Linked DNA regions of Pan troglodytes: region 1 is linked to region 2. A link is a contact called in public HiChIP or PLAC-seq data. All regions are on one chromosome and are shown on one strand. The core of a region is the stretch at or near the end of the contact, and the rest is flanking DNA. Distances in the headings are between cores, read along the strand shown. Region 1 holds the start of CNOT8 (CCR4-NOT transcription complex subunit 8). Region 2 holds the start of SAP30L (SAP30 like).

Evidence for each region. HiChIP or PLAC-seq counts read pairs in DNA pulled down with a chosen protein or histone mark.
Region 1: a contact with region 2 is called in an H3K4me3 HiChIP or PLAC-seq map of stem cell-derived excitatory neurons, with 2.5 times the contacts expected there. The contact joins the promoter of CNOT8 here to the promoter of SAP30L in region 2. A contact is called at or near these places in 1 of 7 Hi-C or Micro-C datasets (stem cell-derived neural progenitor cells) and 1 of 1 datasets of contacts at active chromatin or transcription factors (stem cell-derived excitatory neurons).

The regions. Positions count from the first base shown.
Region 1 is chr4:152,552,507-152,559,277 of NHGRI_mPanTro3-v2.0_pri, reverse strand. CNOT8 (CCR4-NOT transcription complex subunit 8) reads right to left here and starts at 5,451. Exons shown (of 8, transcript NM_001246536.1): 1 at 5,355-5,451; 2 at 5,112-5,241; 3 at 477-665. The coding sequence starts at 593. It overlaps FAXDC2 (fatty acid hydroxylase domain containing 2), which reads left to right and starts at 5,755. Exons shown (of 11, transcript XR_010157389.1): 1 at 5,755-5,837.
Region 2 is chr4:152,136,601-152,143,644 of NHGRI_mPanTro3-v2.0_pri, reverse strand. It overlaps SAP30L (SAP30 like), which reads right to left and starts at 4,477. Exons shown (of 4, transcript XM_518049.8): 1 at 3,669-4,477. The coding sequence starts at 3,869. LOC134810120 (a long non-coding RNA gene) reads left to right here and starts at 4,561. Exons shown (of 3, transcript XR_010157382.1): 1 at 4,561-4,736; 2 at 7,004-7,044.

The DNA.
Region 1 (6,771 bases), core at 4,202-6,701, 410 kb before region 2:
CATCGTATAGTCAAATTCACCATATCTGTGGAACAGCTGGGCCCTAGGGGATGATGTAACTTCTGCTTTAAAGACTTTCAAACAGAATAATGTTATAAAAAATCTAAGATACTAGAGGTTACATCCTTCTCAGAGACACTGGCTACCTTGATATTTCATGAAGCAACACAACCTTCCATCCGGTTTAATTTACAATGGCTTTAGTGGAACATACCCATTCTTTTCAAAATCTCAAATTAAACATTCCCTAAACCCATCCATATAAGAAGTTGAGTCAAGCTGGGCATAGTGGTATGAGCCTGCAGTCTCAGCAACCTGGAAAGGTGAGGTGGGAGGACTGCTTGAGCCCGGGAGTTCAAGGCTGCAGTGAGCTATGATTGCATCTGTGAATAGCCACCGCACTCCAGCCTGGGCAACAGAGCAAGACCCCATCTTTAAAAGTGACAAAGAAGGTGAGTCAGAGTAGAGCTCCTTACCATGGCAATATAACTGTAACTGAGCACGATTTCTCGGATCTTCCTCATCTCTTCTTCTAGATTACTGGCCCACACTTCACAGATAACCTGGCTATTCTCCACAAGTGCTGCAGGCATCCTGAAGAAACCTGAGAAGTCGTCTTCAGCTAACTAGTTTTACAGTGCAAGCCAGACAATGTTTGGTCTGATCTAGATTGTAAAACATTTTAAAATCATGTAAGTTTACACACACATAAGATGTCAACAAAACAAAGACATCAAAATAATATTTTACAATCACTTCATTAGTTTAAAACATTGATTATATTTATTCTCCATTTTATATGATGGAGAAACTTTGTCAACACACACACACACACGCACACACGCACACACACACAGTTCTTTCTTGAAGAAACTGAAGTTATTGAAACTTCTGCCCAGCAGTCCTCTGCCACAGAAGTGAAACCACTACCCTAGTTTTTCAGCTCTCTGTAGACTAGACCAAAATAATCCCGTTACCACAAATATGCCCTTATCCATGACTTTCACATCACTTTGCACAGAGACCAAATCATGGAAACAGTCCTACAGGAATCATCTTAGCCATTTTCAATGTACCTGAGATCTCTGGAAACCTGAAAGAATGTGGGCCTAAACTCTCACACTCAAGCCTTTGTACCCATATGATGAATACTGGCACGGGATTCTTCCCCCATCCCACAAAAGGAAATTATTTTTCTCTACAATCCCAAAGTCAAATACAACTAGAGGTAATAAACAATACCAGTGCCTCTTTAGACATACCAGTGCCTCTTTAGATTTGTGCAAACAGAGCATGAAGTGAGGGATTTAAGTGCTAAAAAACAATCCCACTTGCTAATCTGAACCCTAAAAACCACAATGCAAATCAGAATTTTAGTTAGTATTTACTTTTTTTTTTTGAGATGGAGTCTTGCTCTGTCGCCCAGGCTAGAGTGCAGTGGTGCACTCTTGGCTCACTGCAACCTTTGCCTCCTGGGTGCAAGCGATTCTCCTGCCTCAGCCACCCAAGTAGCTGGGACTATAGGTGCACGCCACCACGCCCAGCTATTTTTTGTATTTTAGTAGAGATGGGGTTTCACCATATTGGTCAGGCTAGTCTTGAACCCCTGACCTTGTGATCCACCGGCCAGTATTTACTTTTAAACACATAAATTAAAAAGAAACTATGCAGCAATTCAACAGTAGGACTAAAGATGGCTGGTGTAAATCATTCAACCAGAAACAGAATGATTCATGGTGTATTTTCCAGGAGAAAAATCAGGGAGGGGAAAGTATTCTGTGAGAAAAAAATTCAACATGATTGGGTCTCTGACTAATGCTGTTATTATTATGGCAAACAACGTACAAGGCCTGGTTATAAAAATACAAAAAAGCCGGGCATGGTGGCTCACGCCTATAATCTCAGCACTTTGGAAGGCCAAGGCGGGCGGATCACAAGGTCAGGAGATAGAGACCATCCTGGCTAACACGGTGAAACTCCGTCTCTACTAAAAATACAAAACGTTGGCTGGCTGTGGTGGCATGCGCCTGCAGTCCCAGCTACTCGGGAGGCTGAGGCAGCAGAATCGCTTGAACCCAGGAGGCAGAGGTTGCAGTGAGCCAAGATTGCGCCACCGCACTCCAGCCTGGGCGACAGAGCGAGACTCCGTCTCAAAAACAAACAAACAAGCAAACAAACAAAAAAGAGCTTATCATAAAGGCACTTACTTCTAAGGCAAGCCCACTGCATGGATCCACAACACAATAGTGGGCTCTAATGTATATATTTAAAGAAAATTTCCTAGAAACAGTAAAACGAATGTAAGTGGTTCCCAAGGGACAGAGCAAGGAAAATCTTTGCTTCCTATTTTCAAGATTGGCAGATGCAACAATGAGAATCTGGAGCAAAACAAAACTGGCATCATTTCTCTAAGAAACTTCTGAGAAATCAAACTGTTGGTTTGCCAGCAAACCTTGAAGATTCCATTTATTCAAGGTATCCTATACTTCCACAGATTTTTCTCTGTAATTACAGTAATTAAACTTAAGTAGACTATGTGGTATCTCCCCCAAAAAACATAGTAGAAACTTCTTAAAGCCAGAATAAATTTCTTCTGTTGTTTTTGTTCTATTACAGGCTTGCAAAAGAACAATAAAGATCAGGAAAAGAGAGAAGTTCAGAATGAATGTGGAGTAAATTACACTATCTGACCATAATTCAGAAAATGTTTCGACTCAGAATTTTAGATTCCTAAACTTGCTTAAGATTTCTCCCCTGCAAAAGGCCTTAAAACCATTTTCTATACCCATATAATGTTAAATCGGTGGTACTTCCTTATTTCCCTAACTGAAATAATACCCTTCATTTTTGGTGTCATTTCAAACATAACCATAACTACTTTGGAGGAAGTGGGTGTATCACTCCTGAGTTTTTGTGAGATGTTTCCGTAAAAGCAAAAGCAACAACAACAACAAAAAACCCCACACAACCAAAAGATGCCTTTAACTTCCATTTAAAAGAGAATTGGTTTTTAAAAAGCTAACCACTGTTATACATATCTGGCATATATATGGGGACTGCCAAAGCCAGACAGTTGGCAAAAATATGTAAGCCATTTTTGCTCCAAAGTTAGCTAGGATCTGTGGGGAAGTAAACAATAGCTTGGAAGCCCCTGAATGTAGTGCCACTCAAAAATTAAAGAGGAATCGCACTATGCACATTTAATTTAGCAAGTCAAATTACTGCATATGCTGACCAAAAAATAAAATAAAATAGCAACTTAAATACCAGCAGGATAAGGGCAGTGGCTCACACCTGTAATCCCAGCACTTTTGAGAGGCTGAGGCTGCAGAATCACTTGAGCCCGGAGTTCGAGACCAGCCTGGGCAACAAAGTGAGACCCCCCGTCTCTACAAAAAGTACAAAAACTTAGCCAGGCATGGTAGTGTGTGCCTGCAGTCCCAGCTACTCAGGAGACTGAGCTGGGAGGATCACTTGAGCCCCAGGAAGTCAAGGCTGCAGCAGTGAGCTGTGATTACGCCACTGCATTCCAGCCTCAGCGACTGAGCAAGAGCACGTCTCAAAAAAATCATCATCATCATCATCATACCAGCAATTCTGCCTGCCACTTTCCACTTTGTAAGCACATGCTCCAAAATGAGCCTAAGATAGGGGTTTGTCTTCCTCCTTTTAAGCCTCCTCAGGGCAAGCATCTCACAGCGCATCACAACTCTATGGCTTTCAAATATGCTTATTTGCACAACACAGCCCCTAAAGGTAATCTAATTACTTATCTGGGTTACAACCAAAGCAACAGTAACAAGTTTCAAAACTGAAGGAAAAACCGTCCAGGATGTAGTCAGAAACAGGATGCTAATCTCAAGCGTTGCACCTTCCTAGGAATTTTTAAGGATTAATTTTTATTACATACAATGTTTGCCTCACGGGCTGACTTAAAAACTTGACTCCCACATGAGCTACACAGAAAACTGTGCAAGAAGGAAAGGTTTTCACAAACACACTCACACCTATGAATTACTGAAGTCCCTGCTCTGTGTTGACCTGCAGTGCAGTACGTTCAGATCGCTCCCGTTCATCTACGGTGTAAACTTCTCCAAAACATAGCTCCTTATTTACACAGGAAAGCTCTGAAGGGCAACTAATGATAAAGCCACAGGAAAGTTTTCTCTGCAAGCAATCAAGGCCTTGCTCGGGAAAAGAAACGTTGAGTCTGATTTTGTTCGTTTAAGCCCAAGTGTACAAGGAAACAATAGACATCACTTCCTTATTCTAGAGGACTGAACAAAGGCTTTGCCGTGCATAGATATGATAGAAAAGGAAGTGGCACGTTTGAAGAAATAAATAGCAGCAGCGTTTAAGAGGATCCTCTGACCCTCCCTTACCTCCAAACAGTGTCTCAAGGCACTGCCCTGGATTGAACCGCAGTTCAAACTTCTTAAAACCACCCGAATGGCCCAGGCCCAGTTGGCTCCTCCATTCGTAAAGCCATAGAACACCAAGAAAAAGTTATGGGGCCGCAAGAACTAAGGAAGAGGCGGCGATTTAGAAGGGGGAGGCCCGCAAGATTCCAAATTCAGGTCCTCCTCCCCACTACTCCGTCTCCCATCATCATTCTCTTCTCGTTTATCATCATCCTTCCACTTCAAATCACACTCAGTCCTCCTCCTTCTGACACGCCATTCTTCTTCTGTTTTTGTTTGTTTGGTAAAGCAAAGTTAAAATTACGGGCCTTAGGACTAAGATAACTAAGTTCAAAGCCAGGCCAGGCCACGTAGTAGTCGTGTGTCCTTGCATAAGCCACTTAATCTATTTCGTGCCTCGGTTTTCCTATCTTGTAAAATGGGTTTGATAACAGTACGCACCTCGGAGGATTGGAGTAGAAGTTAAAATGAAGCATATGAGATGCTTTGTAAAGTCCCCGCACATATTACTCGAATATTATCGTGTGACGGTGGCCATTATTATTACTACTCTTTGCTGGGGTTCCTCTCCTCCTCACACACCCTGCCCCTTACACACGCCCCCACTCCCCTTCCCCCTACAGACCCCCAATGGTCTCTCACACTCTTTCATCTTACGCTCCTCTTTCCGGTAAGCGCAGGCCCGCTTACCGGGACCGACAGGGCCCGCGAAGCGCTGGCTGGCTGGCTGACGAGCTGGCGGGCTGGCGGGCTGACTCCCCGACGGCGGCGACGGCAGCCCCTGGCCCGGAGCTCTTTTCCCTCTACCCCGGATCTGCTCCTAGAACCGAACGAGCCAGTGAGGTGAGCGCCCCCGTGCCCAGAGCGGTCTTACGTGCCTCCCACCAAACAACCGGACGGCACCACTCTACCCACCCGATCCGCCCGACTCGCCTGCTCTCTAGTCACTCCAGACGCGCGCGCGCGCCTGGTCCCGCCCGCTCCTCCCCCTTTGCGCGCCCCTGCGACTCCGTGCGTGTTCGCTCTGCCTGTGAGGTCGCGGGAAGCAGCGCGCAGGCGCAGAAGTAACAGGGCACCGCCGAATAGGTGGGGAGTGGAGGCCTGGAAGCACGCTTGCGGAAGACGGCCCGCCTGCGGCCCTCTTCGCGTGATTAGTTGCGCTCGCTCAATTTAATCATGATTCTTACTCCTCCATTTTGGTCCTCTTTCCGAGCGAACAAGGAAGGGGCGTGGTCTAGAACTAGCGCCCCCCCACCCCCCCGCCGTGGGCGCGGCCTGGAAAAATCCAAAGGCCGAGGAAAGGGCGTGGCCCTTCGAACAAACCCCTCGAATTACCACGCCCCCTCCTCCTGGCTTTGAAGGACCGTTAAAATCGTTGGCACGAAGGGATTTGTGAAGAGGCTGACGGAGAAAGAGGTTGTCGCGACTTTCTGTTCTAACATGGCCCCGTAGATGTCTCACTTAACAAAGCATCTATCTTACGGTTCCTTTCTGGCAAACAATTGTTGGGGGTGGGGCGGCTCCCCAAAGCCGAATGTGGGTGACGTCCGCCAAGGCCCGCCTACCTCCCGGCCTCACCGAGCAGAGCGAGGAACATTGCCATAGCAACTGGCCCGCCAGGGTCTGCTCGAGTTACAAAGAGGACGGCGCCTCCCGTGGGCACGGCGCCTGGCCAGCGCAGGCGTCGCCGGGCTCTTCAGAGCTCCAAAATCTTTGCGGACGCGCAGGGAGCTCGCCAGATTTTAGTGTCGAGACCCACGGGCTCAGGCCTCGCCCAGGAGCTTCTGAGGCCCCTCTGCCAGCCCCTTGGTTCCCTCTTAATCCTGCTTGAAGAGAGGGCTCTTGACCGACGCCGGCCCTGGGCAGCGTGTGGCCAGCTGGGGCGCGCCTCCGCCTCGTGTTCTCCGCGGTGGGAGAGCAGACAAAGCGCCGGCTTCCTGCACACAGTGTCGGCGGCGGGCCGCCCTCAACCACTCCCGCCAGCGCTCCACCCCTGTTCCCGAGAGGACGTGGGGGCTGCCCCAAGCACGGTTCTAGTTCTTGTCCCAGATGCTTGTACTTGAGAGGCTGTTGATAAGAAAACGGCAAATGTACCCCTAGTGACGAGGAGAGGGGCTTCTACTATTCACTTTGCACTTTTAAACATTTCCCCCTAAGGGGATTCTCCAAAATCCTCCAATTCCTAGGCTGGATGCCGAGCTGGCCTTGAGCGGCAATTTCAAACGGGATTCCCAAAAGCTATTCTCCAGGGAGGTGAACTAGCTCCAGCCTCCAGGATAAGAGCATCAAATGCACTTTCTGAACTCCAGTCCTCCTCTTCTCCCCCCCCAAATGAGTGTCTAGCTCCTTA
Region 2 (7,044 bases), core at 3,228-5,727:
AAGCAGGACACAAGGGACTGTTGCAACCGTATTTGGGACACTCTATTTTTACACTTACAATAGCTACTATTGTAGGATAATAACTCTTTGAAAAACTTTGTTTCTATGTGTCAATTTATAATTCTTGCATCATCTCACATCTGATCCACAAAGAAAAGTGGAAAAAGATGTGGAAGTTCTTACAAGGTAGAACCACACACAAGAAGGTGGATACTACAGATTTTCTAATACAGGCTGGAGGCACACTGGTAAGTGAAGGTGGCAGCAATAGCTAAGACATGAAGAATCCTCCAAGGCTGGCTGGAGGAACCACTGAAAAACTTTACAGAAACTGAATGCCCAGCAAATGACTTGGGGTTGTTGGTACTGAAACAGCTGTTGCACAAATGTTCTGCAGAGACTTCTGAATTTGAGTTTATTCCTTAAATCCTTAAAGATAAAAGTAAGCTGGCAGGAAATCCGCATCAATTAATTCAGACCTTTTCATGGAGAAAATAATGAAAACTGTTTATTTATTTATTCAGATGAATGATCACTTTCATGTGGCTGGATTAGTGAGTCATGAGTACTTTTAAGTTTATACTGTGATGGTGTCTTGCAGACAGGAGGTACTTGAAAAATGCTGATGTACCAATATAGGAAGTCTCCTATATCTAAAAGTGGCTTAAGGCTAATGAAAGCCACCACTTAACATGGTTACAAACTGGGATAGCTTTGTCAGATTCAACTCTGTCAAAGGACTTTCAAACACAGCACATGCCACTGTCCCAAAGAATCCCACCTAGCTGATGTATATACTACTGGACATGCTTTTCTCCAGGAAGAAAGCACAACAAAGCACACTCTGCATCCCTGAGAGGAAGCTAGCCCTCCATGTTAGCTAGACTGGCGAGTCCACTCAGATCAACTGCTCCTCAAGTTCACAGTAACAAACTTCATAGGAGAACAGGGAGAATAGGTGGCTTCCTAAAGCTTTGGCTGGGAGATTTCAGATCAGGACAATAGAATAACGGAATCCTAGCTGTAGGAGAACTTAGCAATCACTAGTGCAATCCCATTGACCCCAATCCGTTTTCTAGATGGGTAAAATGAAGCCATCCAGAGTGAGGAAATGACCTGGCCAAGGTCACCCAGGCCTTCTGCCCCCCCAGTACATGTCTTTTCCTACTCCAGCATTTTCCTTTATACTATTCTCAACTTCCACTTTTCTCCAGAAAAAAAAAAGCAGAAATATGTCAACTGGAGGTATATTAGTATTTTAACAGATCACAGAACACTGCCAAAGTCTATATAAAATGAGTTAAACAGCCTGAGTTGAATTTTTGGTGTTGTTATTTAAAAAGGTTCTCTGCTAGACTCTCTTACAAGACAAATAATCATTTTCTCCTTAACCATTTTCAAGTACATACTGGTTTTCAGAAATTTCAGAGCTCAGTGGCCTTTGGGAGTGGGGTTGGGGCAGGAGGGTGGTAGCAAAGGCTCTAGTTTTTTTTTTTCCTTCACTTTCTGCAATAGCTAAAAATTCTTGTAACATAGCAGTTACCTGGAATTGAATTCCTGCCCAAGCCTGTGAGAAAGAAATAGAATCCCTTTCAGAAATAATGACTCCACAACACCACCTTAAAACAAATTTTGAGTGATTCCACCTGGAAACCTTACTCCCTCAGAAGTATTACCTTTTGGGAACACTAATGCTAGGCTCAGGCTGCCCTTCTTCTAGACAGTGTGTGTGAAATGATCAGCATAGCTCAACACAGGTTTTCCAGTACAGTCAATGGGTAAATAAAAGGAGTCCCAGTTGCAGCAGCAAAATCATTCAGATGGGAAGGCATCCAGTGATCTAAAAGGACTGGAAGATTCTTTTAAGGACTGGAAATTATTATTATAAGCTGCTCAAGTAAAGCAGCTTCTAACAACCTACACGGAAGGTAGGCAGTGTTTCTAAGTGGATGAATTCATTGCCATAAGCATTTCACCTCAACGTGTGACCTAACGAGGGATCACCTTGGTGTCTAGACCCTTGTTTGTTCTCAGATAATTTCCATTCATGCATTCATTGATAGAGATTTGTAGTAAGAAAGCCATTAACTCTCTCCCAACCACTTAAAAATAGCACCTGTCCATGCAAGAGCTGCAACTGTATTATAATGATTAACTTAAAAATGGGGGTAGGAGGGAAGAGTCTGAAGAAAGGACAGGGGCTGGGCGCAGTGGCTCACGCCTGTAATCCCAGAACTTTGGGAGGCCTAGGCGGGTGGATCATTTGAGGTCAGGAGTTCAAGACCAGCCTGTCCAACATGGCGAAACCCCATCTCCACTAAAAATACAAAAATCAGCCAGGCATGGCGGCAAACGCCTGTAATCCCAGCTATCCAGGAGGCTGAGGCAGGAGAATCGCTTCAACCCGGGAGGCGGAGGTTGCAGTGAGTCGAGATCTTGCCACTGCACTCCAGCCTGGGTGACAGAGTGAGACTCCGTCTCAAAAAAAAAAAAAAAAAAAAAAGAAAAAGAAAAAAAAAAAAGAAAAGAAAAAGGACAGGGGAGATTTTTTATTTATTAGAGACTTAATGAAGACTTATGTATAGGGCTTGGAAGTAAATTAGATAATATCTTTAAGAAATTAACCAGCCTCTTAGGTGCTGTGTGTACCTGACACCCTCACTTCCTATCTCCGGGCCTGTTTCAACCCTAAAATCAGAGAGGAAACGCGCACTCCCTTTCAGTTTAACAAGCAGTCTCTGATTTCCACCAACTGTGGAGAAATTCTGATTCTAAAAGAGAATGGATGTTAACCACCTAAGCTCTTAGCTAGTCTACCTGAATATTAAATATCCCCTTAACTCATTTCCAATTCCTAATCATGAAGCAATCACTTAAGGCTTGCAGCAACAGATGTCAAACTAAAAAGTTCTTAATTGGTTGACAATAGGCACAGCTTCAGAATTGTTAACTAGAAGTGGTGAAGTCACACGGGAGAAGTTTCCTATAATAAGCCACAAAGAGCAGGGCAATCCGATTTAAATTTAAATATCCACCCCCTTATTTCAAAAGAAACTACCACTAAGAAAATTGATTTCTTTTCTTCCCCCTCCAGTCACATCGACTGCAAGAGCCATTTCCCAAGACCTGGCCTTGGCCTTATTTCTGCCACATCCTAGAAAAACCCATTCCCACAGCTGCCTGCGAAGCAGCTAGCTCGGTGACCGTCTGCTGATACCGAGGATGCGGGAGCCAGGGAAGTAACTGCCACCTTTCTCTGTCTGAAGGAATAACAGGGTTCCTAGAAGGAGAGAGAAGTTGGAAAAGAGCCGGGTATCTTCATCACTCCCCGCTCCGATTCTTGCTCCTTCAAGGGCCAACAAAACTAACCCACCTCTCCCTGCTCTAAAGTCTAAACCAATAAAACAAGTTGGAAACTGCTGTCCAATCTTCCCAGGCAGCAGGAGTCCTGAAGCCCCCGCCCCCATCCTCCCGGATCTGGGTAGAATCACAGTCAGAGCATGTCAGCGCTGGAGCGGCCTTTGAAATGCCGAGTCCAACTCAGTTCTGCAGAGCCGGGGCGGCGAGGCCCACGGCGGGGAGTGCCCGGGGAGTCCCGACTGGAGCCCGGGGCAGCGGACGGAGAGCTGGGGGCGCCGGGGCCCAGACGCGAGCGGGGGCGGACTCACGCTCTTGTCGATGTCCAGCTTGAGTTTCTTCTGCGAGATGCTCTTCTGGACCCTCTTGCTGAAGGAGGCGTTGCCCGCGGGCCGGACGCAGCGCTCGCCGTCCTCGATGAGGCAGCAGCTCTGGCCGTAGCCCGGGGCGGCGGCAGCTGGGGCGGCGGGGGGCCCTTCGCGGCTGTCCTCCTCCGTGCTGAAGCCGTTCATCTCCCCGCCCCGGGCCGGTCCCTCTGGGGGAGGGTCCCCGGTAGGCCACTCCGCGGCCGCGCTTGCCGCGGGGCAGGTCGCTGAGACCCCCGCAGCCGAGGGTCCCAGAGTCCGTCTCCAGCCCGGGCGCTGCCCTGCCCCGCGTCCGAGAGGCCCGGCTCCCTCGGCCCCCGGCCCTCCGCCTCCGGAAGCCCCCTTCCTCCCGGCTCGAGGCCCCGGGGTCGGCTCCCGCGGCTCGCAGGGCCCCGCCGGGGGTCACCCGGAGGAGCCTTCTGCCGGGGGCCCAGAACCGTAACCCTGCAGCGGGGGTGTCCGGGAGGGCGTCCCAGGAAACAGCCGCTCCCCAAGGACTCCGGGCCTGGGTTGCCAGGGGGTTTCGAAGGCCCCCGCCGGCTCCCGCCTTCTTTCGGCAGCGGGGCAAACTCGCTGCCGGGCAGCTCCCCCGGGGTGGCGCGGCCTCCTCGCGCGGGGCCCGGCCTCGAACCCGCGGCACCCGGGCCCCGCGGCTCGTCCAGCCCACTCCACCCCTGCAGCCACTCGGCTGCGCCCCGAGTCCCGCGGCAGCCCCTGGGCCGCCCGGCCGCCGCCCGCCGAACGCTCCGCACCACAACAGTTCGCTCCCCCCGCCCTCCGCGGGACAGCGGAAGTCCCGCCTTCACGCGACCATTGGTCTCATTTGCTCTCTGGGCGGGGCTGCCGCCGCCGCTGGCGCGTCCCATTGGGCGTCGCCGCCGCCAGTCTCCGGCGCCAGGCTACTTCCTGGACTCTGCTGGGATGGGTTCAAAGTAGAGAAAGTGGAAGAGGAAAGAGTTACCCCAGCGAGAACCGGGAACCGGGCCGCAGACTCTCCGGCCCCGGGGAGGGATGGTGAGCAGGGGCCTGGCTGGACCGAGGGCCAGACTCCGGGAACAGAGGAACACATTCGGGGACAGACAGTAGAGACGCGGACGGGGACGCTGAGGGACAGACTTGGAGGAGCGGCATATGAGGGGACCTAAAGAGGATGGAGGTGCTATCAGGAGAGGGGCGGACTAATAAAATGAAAGGGCCAGGGCCAGAGGACTCGCGGATCCGTGGGAGGAAGGGTGGGTGAAATAGGACGGAAAGCCAGTCATGGCGGGAAAGACAGAGGGACAACCCCATACAGATACGTGGAAAGACATGCGGAGGAGGTGATGGGGGGATCTTGCAAGGTAGTCGCAATATTGGGGGTAGCCGATACCTTCCAGAGTGTGGAGAGTGGGACTGGCTTGGACGGCGCGGAAAGAAAAGGAGAGGGGGAAAGGAGACCCCGAGGGGTTTGGGCGACCCCTCCACTGGGAAGAATGGGAAGTCCGAATGAGGTCTGGAGGGTGGACTAGGTGAGCCGCCGGCAAGAGAAAGGGCTTCAGGGGAGATGAAGTGAAGGCTGGGAGTGGGGCCCAGGGGCCAATCTCGGAATCTAGATGGGGAAGGGCTGCGGTGTCTTGGGCTCTCCCTAGAGCTCCAAGCTGTAGTTCTATTGCTTTGAGTCCCCGGGTCTACCGGCGAAGCGACTGCGCCTTGCCAAGACCCTGCGCTTGGTTTCGGCGCCCAGGGCACCACCTCCCCTCCAGGAAGGGCCGTAGGTTATGCTCTGGTCCAGCACTTCAGTCATGCCACTCTCCAACTGCGCAGCATGGGGACTGATGAGGTCCGAAAGGCGATGGGACCAGCCCAGGGTCGTGTAATTACGTAGGGCTGGGCAGCGTTTTATGGGCAGGGAAGAGGGAAGGCTGTGTTAGGTGATAGGTAAGCAAGTGTCAGTACTAGAGGGCATAGAAGGAGCTTCGGGTTTGTGTCCTGTTGTAAAAGGGAAAGCTACCAGTTTCCATGTTTAGAAGCAGGTGGCTGGTGATCTTAAGTTTTGCTCAGTGGCCATAAACGCATTTGTAGCATCTGAACTGGTAATTTCACACGTGGGACAGCCATCGTCGGAAATAGGCCTACCAGAGATAATATGAAGTACAGCGATGTTCATTATGGAATTATTTATAATAGGAAAAATAAAATAGAACCTCAGAGTTCCAAAAGGGAAGTGGTTAAGTAAACTACCTAAAATCTTCAGAAAGAGATTGTGCAGTTAGCATTTGAGGTAGTTTCAACATCAATGTAAACATTTTCTATAGAGAATAATTCACCATTAATTCTTAAATAAAGAGCTGATGAGGAGTTGGAGAAATGCTTTTTTTATGATAAGTAAAAAAATTCAGGATATGAAATTGCATGGAGGATACGATGTCTGTACATCTATGTTTAAAGAAAAAAAAAACTGTTGGTAGAAAAAATACACCAAAGTACTAACAGTGATTATTTCTGGGTAGCAGGAATATGGCTGATATTTTTCTCCTTTTGTTTAACCTTTGCATTTTCTTTAATAAGCATTATTTTTGTTTTTACGGTAGAAAAAATAGAATAAAAATTAATGGAAAAAAGGCACAGATTAATAGGAGTCTTCCCTCAGAGTTCATATATTCTGTTCAAAAGTAAATTGTTGTTGAACTCATTATGTATACCAAGTATAGGGTTGGCTATAGGAGGAGGATGAAACATAACCCTTGCCCTAAAAGAATATCTCCTATCTGGGGTGTTCAGACATATATGTAGAAAACACTTGGGTATCTGTACCAGGCACTGTGTGATGTTGGGTCCAAAGTCAGTTGGTATGGATGAAACCTCCATGTTTCCCATATTTTTCTAAACAGCATTTGTATTCAATGCTAGGCTATTGCGGTACACAACTTCTTCTGCACCAACTTGCCCTGGTCTAAGGGGATCTAGGACCTTTTCTTAGGTGCTCTGTCTCAGTCCTTGAGGTAGTGGCTACTTATATCTGCTATTCTTGTATTATTTAGCATTCTTTTTTCTTTTTACTAGGCAGTTCCTTATAACTGTAGGGGACTACAGTCCCCTATTATAATTAATACATGTTTATATTATTATTTTCCTGTTCAAATTACTGTAAAGTTACTCTTTCCTGATTACACCCAGCCTGATACGCCCAGCCAGCCTCTGTGTGTGTGTGTGTGTGTGTGTGTGTGTGTGTGGTGGTGGTGGGGGAGTTCATGCTTGTAACTGTTCTTTTTTTTTCTTTTTTCTTTTTTTTTTTGAGACAGAGTTTCACTCTGGTTGCCCAGGCTGGAGTGCAATGGCGCGA